2 separate regions of the Ovis aries genome follow, and region 2 is linked to region 1. The links are chromatin contacts, called in public Hi-C maps. All regions are on one chromosome and are shown on one strand. The core of a region is the stretch at or near the end of the contact, and the rest is flanking DNA. Distances in the headings are between cores, read along the strand shown. Region 1 holds the start of ACTL6A (actin like 6A). Region 2 holds the start of ZMAT3 (zinc finger matrin-type 3).

The links. Hi-C and Micro-C count contacts between places; a contact is called where the count stands out from the background.
Region 2: a contact with region 1 is called in a Hi-C map of tail adipose tissue, with 4 times the contacts expected there. The contact joins the promoter of ZMAT3 here to the promoter of ACTL6A in region 1. A contact is called at or near these places in 2 of 16 Hi-C or Micro-C datasets (hypothalamus and tail adipose tissue).

What each region holds. Positions count from the first base shown.
Region 1 is chr1:208,341,789-208,346,855 of ARS-UI_Ramb_v3.0, reverse strand. ACTL6A (actin like 6A) reads left to right here and starts at 2,112. Exons shown (of 15, transcript XM_060393422.1): 1 at 2,112-2,305.
Region 2 is chr1:208,767,328-208,772,394 of ARS-UI_Ramb_v3.0, reverse strand. It overlaps ZMAT3 (zinc finger matrin-type 3), which reads right to left and starts at 2,721. Exons shown (of 6, transcript XM_012098751.4): 1 at 2,508-2,721.

The DNA.
Region 1 (5,067 bases), core at 863-3,362:
CTCGATGGACATGAATTTGGGTAAACTCCAGGGGTTAGTGATGGACAGGGAGGCCTGGCATGCTGCGATGCATGGGGTCACAAAGAGTCAGACACGACTGAGCAACTGAACTGAACTATGTATCCCCAGTGAGAGCTGTAGTCATAGGGACCACAGTTAACACACAGTACCTGGTGCACGTGGTAGATGTGTTACATGCACTGTCTCAGTAAACTCTTTCTGTAAGGGATCCCATAGTAAATATATCCTCCAGCTTAGTGTGCCACACAGCGTCTGTAGTAAAACTCAATTTGCCCTTACAGAGCAAAAGCAGCCATAAACGAATAAGCTCTGCTGTGTTCCGGTAAAACTTGGTTTATCATCACAGAAATGTGAATTTCATATAATTTTCACATGTCACAAAATGTTTTTCTTAAAAATAATTTTTTTTAATGTTAATGGAATAATTGTTCTTAACTCACTGCACTGGCCATACAAAAACAAAGCAGATTGCAGGAAAGTATTGTCATTATCTTGTAATAACTTATAATGGAAGAGTATGTAAAAAAGGAATATATATTATATGTGTATGTAACTGAACCACTTTACAATACACCTGAAACTGATACATTATAAACCACTATATTTCAATTAAAAAAATTTTTTTAATTAACATTAAAACAAAAACAAGGCAGGGTAATTTGGCCCTGGGGCCATACTTTGCTGACTTATGCATTATCTCATTGGGTAAACGATGTTTCTAAATGATTGGGATACCCTGATGCTGGGAAAGATTGAAGGCAGGAGGAGAAGGGAAGGCCAGAGAATGAGATGGTTGGATGGCATCACCATCTGGTGATGCAGAAGGAAATGGCAACCCACTCCAGTGCTCTTGCCTGGAAAATCCCATGGACGGAGGAGTCTGGTAGGCTACAGTCCATGGGGTCCCAGAGAGTCGGACACAACTGAGCAACTTCATTTCACTTCACTGACTGGATGAACATGAGTTTGAGCAAACTCTAGGAGATGGTGAGGGACAGGGAAGCCTGGTGGGCTGCAGTCCATGCAGTTACAAAGAATCAAACACGATTTAGTGAGTGAACAACAACCGAGATTACACTAAGTGAATAGTAAAGGGTTTTCTCACTAGCCTTGTTCCCTATCCTACAATCACTTTCTGCCACTCTGTGGCACTGAGATTGATGGAGTTAATCAATTGTTCTTAAAAACTACCTATATGTCTAGACTCTAGACAAACTAATTTAAGGACGGCTATTAACCTCAAGGATTTACAACATGACCGTGATTTGGGAGTTTTTATAGATCAAGCTGCCTGCTAAGAGGCAAAGGGACAAATTGTTGTAGTAATCCTGGGAGAGGGACAACGGTGATCTGACTGGGTTGGTAGACACAGGGGACTAAGAACAGACCGTTCCGAGATGTGTTTAGGATTAGGTGCTCGCTCAGGTGAGGACTGATTACATTGTATTACACCTGCCTCACAGGATAAAAGGAATTGATGACACATTTTAAGCGCTACTAAAGTTAACTGGGATACTGTGTCATCTCCTTCTTTTAATTATTAGTAACCACTTTTAAAATTCCAGGGTCTTATCGGTTTGTCTGGTTTACTGATGCCCTCTACCCCAAAGTGGAGGATAACATTCAATTTTTTCAGTTAGTTGAAAATACTTTTTCTGAAAAAAATAAAAACAAAAAACAAAAAAACACCAACCCTCATTCACTACAAGCCCAAACCACGGGTACTCCTGGTGGAGACACTTTCTCAAATTCCAGACTTCTTTTTCAGAGGCTTAGCTTGCTCTACCGGATTCCCACCTCTCCTCCGCTCCCAGCTACATCCTGAGCCCGCCCCAGACTGTTGCCTCCAGCCTTCCTCCTCCCCCTCCAGCTCCCTCCGCCCCACTTTCCCTCCCACTAAAGAAGCCCCGCCTCCCCGGTTCCGCAACCCAACTCCTTCCCTCCTTCCGTCGCTTTCCTCTCTCCCCGCCCCTATGGCTGCCTTCGATTGGCTAAACTGGCTGTGCCGCGACAAGGCTGTAGCACAGCCTTATTTTTATTGGTTGAAGTGTAGCCGGGCCTCTTGTGATTGGCCGATAGCAGGAGACAGCAAGTGTGACTGCGTTCCGGGTGTGTGTGGCCGCCGCTTTGTTGCCTGAGGGGGGTGGTGGTGGAAGTTAAGGGAGTCGGGGGCTAGCGCTTCTGCAGACCCGCAGTCGCAGCCGTTGCAGTCATTTCGCCAGGTGGCCTTTACGAGTAGAAGTCTCGTCGACAGCAACCATGAGCGGCGGGGTATACGGGGGAGGTGAGTGCGGTCGGTCGGGAGAGCGCGCCTTTTTAGCTTGTGGGGTTTGTAACCGCCGCCCCCAGCCCTCCCCTTCCCGGCGGCCCTTCCGGTCTCCCCCTGGGGACCCCGGCCTCCCCGCCCTATCCCCGCCCCGCGCTCTGCCCGCCTCCGGAGCCCACCCGGCTCGGCGAGCGCTACAGGCGCCGGGAGTCGCCGCCCCCTACGGCCCCTTCCAGCCTCGGGCCGCCGAGGAGCCGACTTTTGGGGCTGCGCGCGGTCCGGGGCTGGTCGGGCAGCTCCACTCGCGGGCCAGGCCCGGAGAGCCGCGGCTGGAGTGACTGGCCGCAGGGTCACCTCTCTCCCAGCCGGCTCTGTCGCGGTGTGCGCGCCCGTTTAAAGTTGGGAGGTCCCAGCAGTTCGTCGGCGTGGCTGGAGGGTTTCCGCGGCGTCTCGGAGGTGGCACAGCGAGCCGCGAGGAGTGGAACTGATTGGAGGAGTCGTGGCCACTCAGGACACAGCCTCCTTCTCCATCCGCGCTCACGCAGCCTCACGCCTTTCAATAACTTCTCCCTATTTGTTGACTGTGGATGCTCCGGACTTATTCGTGGGCGACTCTGCACCGGCGTAATTTAGGAACATATGCAATTTAAGGTTGCTTAAAGATGGGTGGGCTCCTGTGTAGTGAAAGATTACCATGGGCCTGGGTTGTAATATCAGCCTCACCACTTAGTAAGCTCATTGGCCTTGGGTAAGTTACTTAACTTTTGCCAACTTCAGGTTCGTCGTTTGTAGAATGATAATTCCTACCCATTGGGGTGGTTGTGAAGATTAAACGGCGGTAATGCTGCACTTACTACTAAAAGTATGATCCAAGGAGCAGCAGCAGCAGCATCACCTGCAAGCTCTTTAGAAATGTAAAATCTCAAGCCCCACTCTAAATCTACCGAATTGGAGCCTCCGTTTTTTCGAGATGCTTAGATGAAGCATTGATGTATATGATTCATGTTTTTGATGAATTAGAGAAGAAAGAAACTCAAAGTCGTGCTTTTGTTACTGTGTTCAGTAAGGATACTGTTTTCTGAGCGGATGGAATATTATAGGTAGGAGATGAAAATAAGCTTTTCAAAGTTTTTAGTAGTTTTGAAGTGAAGCTTGAGTTTCTGCTCAGGTGACACGCTGGCCCTCACCCTCTCCTTCTCCATATATGTTTTTGGTTTTGATTTCTGAAGTGTAAGAATCAGTTTTCCATTGTTACTTTGGAGAAAGCCTAGTGGATCTTCATGATTTACTTTTTCCCCACCTGAAGATGTAATTCTGACAAAAAAGCTGAGTATACGTGCTCGTGGAGGCTGCAGACTCTATTTTTTGTTTTGTTTCGTTTTTGGCCTCACCATACAGCCTGTGGGATCTTAGTCTCCAGATCAGGGACAGAACCAAGCCCCCTGCGTGGGAACCACAGAGTCTTAATTACTGGACCACTAGGGAAGTCCCTCTCCAGTGTTCTTGCCTGGAGAATCCCAGGGAGGGGCGAGCCTGGTGGGCTGCTGTCTATGGGGAAGTCCCTGCTGATTGTTTTGACTCTCAGGTTCACTCATCTAAGGACCTAAAGGTTGTCCACTGAGTATTTTAATGTGAGTAAGGTAGAAATGGATACCAATAATTGCAACAGTCAACATTTATTGAGTGCATCCTGTGTACCAGGAACTGTTCTTCATGACAGAGGCTTGTAATGCATTGTATTTAATACATGCATTGTCAGTTAATCCACAACAGCCATGGGAGGTGGTTCTACTTTTCCCCATATTACTAAAGAAGAAAATAAGGCATAGAAAAGATTAACCAGCCTAGAGTTACATAACTTTCTAGCAAATGGGCAACAGGAACTTCTGGGATAAAGAAAAGGCATTTCAGTAAAACCTTTTCTCATTAAAAAAATTTTAAGTCATTTTTCAAGTATATAACCACAGCATATTCATGTATGATTTAGATATTCAGAATAAACATCACTTTGTTCATGTAGAGGAGTATATCTTAAAGCCTGTTTCACATATAAAGTATTTAAAACTGACAAAAATAAGTGTATGATTTTGTGTTTGAGCTGCTACTGTATGACCAGTATTTATAGTGGGTCACATTTCCCAAAAGGTTTACTGTAAAAGGCAACGAAACCTCCCACCCACATTTTGTGTGTAATTAACTTAGTAAACTGTATTTTTAACTAACTTGCTTATAAAATGAATGTTTGTAGTTTAATTTTTAAAATTGGTAGCTCTTTTATTCCAGTGTTTTTTTCCTGATCAGACCTAACACTCCGCTTTAGATCTAATGCACAGTTCATCCAGATTTTCACACTTTCCATAACTGGTTTCTGGGCCTACTCATTGCTCCTGTGTCTATCTTACACGGTACTCCTCTGCTTCAGTCTCCTTTCCTTGACAGAAATAAACAGGTATACTACCGGTCCATCTTCGATACTTCATTACTTTTATCATTCCACAGCCCCCCTTCCCATCTCTAATCATAAAAACTTCTCAAAATCATTCTCCCTGTGAATTGGGGCACCCTTGTCCAAACAAAAAAGTAAAACAGCCTTCTTACCTCTTCGCAAAGTCAGCTTCCAGTATCGTGTTGGAATGTTTTTAAGACCAGGTTAGAAAATTGCCCTCATTGCTTCATGTTTTCTCAGAAATATCACTTCACCCCTAAACTTGGAAGCCATTTACTCAGGAGTAAAAGGTGTGTGTGCTCAGCTGTGTCCAATTCTTTGTGACCCCATGGAC
Region 2 (5,067 bases), core at 1,472-3,971, 420 kb before region 1:
CTTCACGCACTGTTTGATGCAGGTAATTCTCCAGGCCAGAATACTGGAGTGAGTAGCCTTTCCCTTCTCCAGGGACTCTTCCCAACCCAGGAATCAAACCCAGGTCTCCTGCACTGCAGGCGGATTCTTTACCACAAGTGAAGCCACAAGGGAAGCCCAAGAATACTGGAGTGGGTACCTATGCCTTCTCCAGCGGATCTTCCTGATCCAGGAATCGAAATGCGGTCTTCTGAATTGCAGGTGATTTCTTTACCACTGAGCTACGAGGGAAGCCCCTAGCCCTGAGTATCTCAAAATGAGCCACACTATGTGCTTTGAGTTCCCACGATTCTAATGAACCCAAATTAAAATCCTTATCTCAAAATCCTCTATTCCTTCCACTTTCAATACTATTAAAACCTCTTTTAGGTCAATAAAATTTAGCTATTTTAAGTGCCAAAATTTTCCATCTACAATAGAAAAGTATATGTTTTTTTACGATAATAGATTTACTAAAATCAACCAAGAAGAATTTTGAAAAGTTAAGTCTCTTTTACCACATTTAGTAAGTATCTACACCTGTAAATTGCAACCAAATAACAGTTTTTGTACTAAATTCAGGCTCTTAGAGCAGGAGAGGTTATCAGTGCAATGGGAAAACAATGTACTAAATAGCAAAGTACATACATCATCGATTAGTCATAGTATTCAACAATATTTCTCATTAAGCATAATATTTAGAAAAACAATGTTATTTTACTCTCAAGCAGAAGTATGTTGTCCATACCTCTGAGAATATTTTATAAAAAGCAGTACAGATTTAGAACATTTAAAAAGTCAGGTTCTCTATAATCACATTATTCCTCTCAATTAAACCAAGTGAAGACATTCAGAAAGCAAAGGCAAATACGGATATTTTTAAAAAGAAAACTATGGGGACAAAGACCACTTTTTAAAAAGTTTAACTAATCATGACAATTAGTAATATTAAAAGACTACATATACCACCTGTACAGAAACAAAAGGATACCAAAGTGCCAATGACAAGCTGCCAGGTCAGAAATGGTGAAGAGGGATGTTAGAACATCTGGATAAAGGAAATAAGCAATATAAAGAGAAAATCAAATGTTACCCATGGCCTAGACATGTCTGGACTTGTTTTATAAAAGTTCACTCCCACTTGAGGAAATACCAGCATGTGTCTCCCCCAGCTACAGGCTTCCATCAAAATAAAGGCCTGATAAAATCACTTGAATTGAAGAAAAAATTCTCATACAGTACAGACTTACCCATTATCACATTTTACCTTTTAATGTTTAAAGAATAGCTAGATAGTCCAAAATTCTTTCTTGTAATATTTAACAATCAAAATTTCAACTCCCCCAAAAGTATCTATGCAAGACAATTACATCAGGTATTACTATACTTGCAAAAAAAAAAAAAACTAGCATAAAATAAAAATCTAAAAACGAAGCCTTCAGTGAAAGCAGATATGGTGGAATATAAAGAGGTTCAAAGCATATAGGACTCAAGTCTGTTCAACTATTGCATTAGATTAAAAGAAACTAACTTGATGCCTGATGTAAATAAAATATTCCTCAGATCATAAAAGCCATTCAATTTGATGCTTGAAGTAGCATAAATGAAGGATTTATGGTGGTTAATGTCCTGGTATGGAAGGGGTGGAGGGGACAATGAAAAAAAATCAAAGCTTCTCAGTCTACCCTGTTTAAAAGAAAAGGAATGATCATGTAGCATAGTTTTCATGATCGAACTGGGGCCTACTCTTCACATACTGCATTAAAGACAACCACTTTCTCATTTGGAGAAATCTTCGGGGGAAAGAAAACACAATAAGGGAACAGGTTTTACTAGCACCTCAGGAAACTAGGGAAGTCTGTAACTGGGGATTCCGAAAATGAGGGAAAGACGGTGAGCATTATTCAAAGGTCATCAGAACACAGCAAGAAGGAATGAGAGAGGAAATAGAATAATCAGTTGTAAGGTATATCACAGAAGGAAGACCCAAAAGAACGCAAGAACCTGGGAAGAAGAGGCCTTGGTGAACTGGTGAATGTTCTCCAGTCTCAGTTATGACGGGTCCGAATCCTAGGAAACCTTTCACGTATTTGAATCACAGCTACATATACTTCAGCATCGCCCACATATATCTTAAATTTCTAAAACGTGCGTGCATACATAACAGAGCGCACTCACATACCCACACATACACACACACATACACAAACACGCACGCACGCACCTCAATCCCGTGAGGATGCCATCACGAAAGATGGAATCCCGGGTCTCCCACGGGGCGGGGGCAAGCGCTAGGGCCAAGGCAGCCGCACGCCTAGAGGATCCAAACAGTACACGTGAAATGCTTTAAAAACAAACAAATAAATAAAAGCACCCCAAGCTGGTCACGTGGAGGGCAGGTGGAAAGACCGCACCGGAAAGGAACTGCTAGCCTGGTCGCTCCGGTGCTCGTCCTAAATGCCCCGAGGCTCGCGATCGCCGGCACTTACCGGAACCCCCGGGACGCGCCGGGAGTCTGGGCGCCGCGCCTGCCCCGGACGCCAGCCGCCGTCCGTCCTCCACGCCCGGCTCGGCCCGATTCTACTCCGCCTCCCTCCGTGCAACTTTCTCGGCTGGCCCGGCAGAGCCCCCTCCACAGCTGAAGGCTGACTGTCAAAAGTCAGTCCAAACGGACCCACAGGGAAACAGCTGCAGGAAGTGACTGCGGAATCGGGAGGCGGCGGAGGAGGAGACTGAAGGCGCCGGCCCGGCGTCGCCAGTGCGCATGTGCCTGGTGGAGCAGGGCCCGCGGCAGCGGCGGAGGCTCCAGCACGCTGCGAGGGTGGGGTGCGCACCCGGCAGGTGCGGGGACTGTGAGCGCGGCGGCTCTGAGCAGGCGTGGGGAACAAAGGCACGAGTCACAGGGAGGACGCACCACTGCCAGTCTTAAGAGTTTGTTCATCCTATAACCTGGAAAGTTGATCCAGAGCAGAAAGCTGGGCAGGGTTTTCGCAACTTTCATCTCCTGTCACTGAGATCCAAACCCTTTTTCATTCCAGCCCTGCCCTCGTCCGCTGATTGCCTGCTAAGAGTGGCAGAGGGGAGCTGCCAGAATGTCCAGGATCGTCCCACCTGCTGCGACAGAACCTTTAAACTGCTCCTTTCTCCAGGATGAAGGAAAAATAGCGCGCGGCCGCCAGCTCAGGTCTCCAATCACTCAAGAAAACATACACGCAGACTTGCCCTCTACGCAACAGCAGAATTGGCGAGATAGAGATCCTCTCTGGCGCACCACCACTCCCCACCCCACCCTCAACCTCACCTGCATGACAGGAAAGACTAGGAAGAGATTGGCTAAGGCTATCAGGTCACATCCTCTCATAGTCAACCTCAGCACATTCAGGGTTGACATTGAGAGATGGCTGAGCCAAGTATTAATATTAAAATTCCGTTAACTTGTAAATTTTTCCATAGGACCATTTGGGGGTAAAATATTCGTAAAATAAATTTTGACCATTTTTAAGTGTTTAGTTCAGTGATATTAAGTACATTCACAACATTATGTGCTTACTTTTTAAGCATTACAGTAAGTCCCCTATATATGAGCCTTCCAGTTGAGAGCTTTCAAAGATGCCAACATGGGTTCCATGAACCTCAGGTTTGGGTGAAATTGTACCTTGTGCTCCATTTCCTATTGCTGAGGATCTTTCAGCTCTTCCGTCTCCCACCTCGTCTCCCTCCTCTAGTCAGTAGCTCTTCTTGTCTGTTCACTGGGTGCCAGGCCCTGTATGGCTGCTATTATAGTGTACTACCTTACTTTTCAAGGTACTGTACTGTAAGATTTCAAATGTTTTCTTTATTCTTTGTGTTTGTTTATTTTTATGTATTATTAGAAAAGTATTATAAACCTATTACAGTACACTACGATATAGCTGACCGTGTTCTTTGGGTACCTAGGCTAACTTTGTTGGACTTACAAACTTGCTGTCAGAATGGAACTTGTTCATATGTAGGAGACTTACTCTAATTAAAATATCAAGGAGACCTATTTATAGCAAGATGTACCCTCAGTTCAGTTCACTCGCTCAGTCGTGTCCGACTCTTTGCAACCCCATGAATTGCAGCATGCCAGACCTCCCTGTCCATCACCAACTCCCAGAGTTCACTCAAACTCACATCCATTGAGTCAATGATGCCATCCAGCCATCTCATCCTCTGTTGTCCCCTTCTCCTCCTGCCTCCAATCCCTCCCAGCATCAGAGTTTTTTCCAATGAGTCCACTCTTCGCATGAGGTGGCCAAAGTACTGGAGTTTCAGCTTTAGCATCATTCCTTCCAAAGAGCACCCAGGACTGATCTCCTTTAGAATGGACTGGTTGGATCTCCTTGCAGTCCAAGGGACTCTCAAGAGTCTTCTCCAACACCACAGTTCAAACGCATCAGTTCTTCGGTGCTCAGCTTTCTTCACAGTCCAACTCTCACATCCATACATGACCATTGGAAAAACCATAGCCTTGACCAGACGGACCTCTGTTGGCAAAGTAATGTCTCTGCTTTTCAATATGCTGTCTAGGTTGGTCATAACTTTCCTTCCAAGGAGTAAGCATCTTTTAACTTCATGGCTGCAATCACCATCTGCAGTGATTTTGGAGCCCCCAAAAATAAAGTCTAACACTGTTTCTACTGTTTCCCCATCTATTTGCCATGAAGTGATGGGACCAGATGCCATGATCTTAGTTTTCTGAATGTTGAGCTTTAAGCCAACTTTTTCACCCTCCTCTTTCACTTTCATCAAGAGGCTTTTTAGTTCCTCTTCACTTTCTGCCATAAGGGTGGTTTCATCTGCATATCTAAGGTTATTGATATTTCTCCGGCAATCTTGATTCCAGCTTGTGCTTCTTCCAGCCCAGCGTTTCTCATGATGTACTCTGCATAGAAGTTAAGTAAGCAGGGTGACAATATACAGCCTTGACGTACTCGTTTTCCTGTTTGGAACCAGTCTGTTGTTCCATGTCCAGTTCTAACTGTTGCTTGATGTACCCCAGTAGCAGGCAAATACTGCAGGAAATTA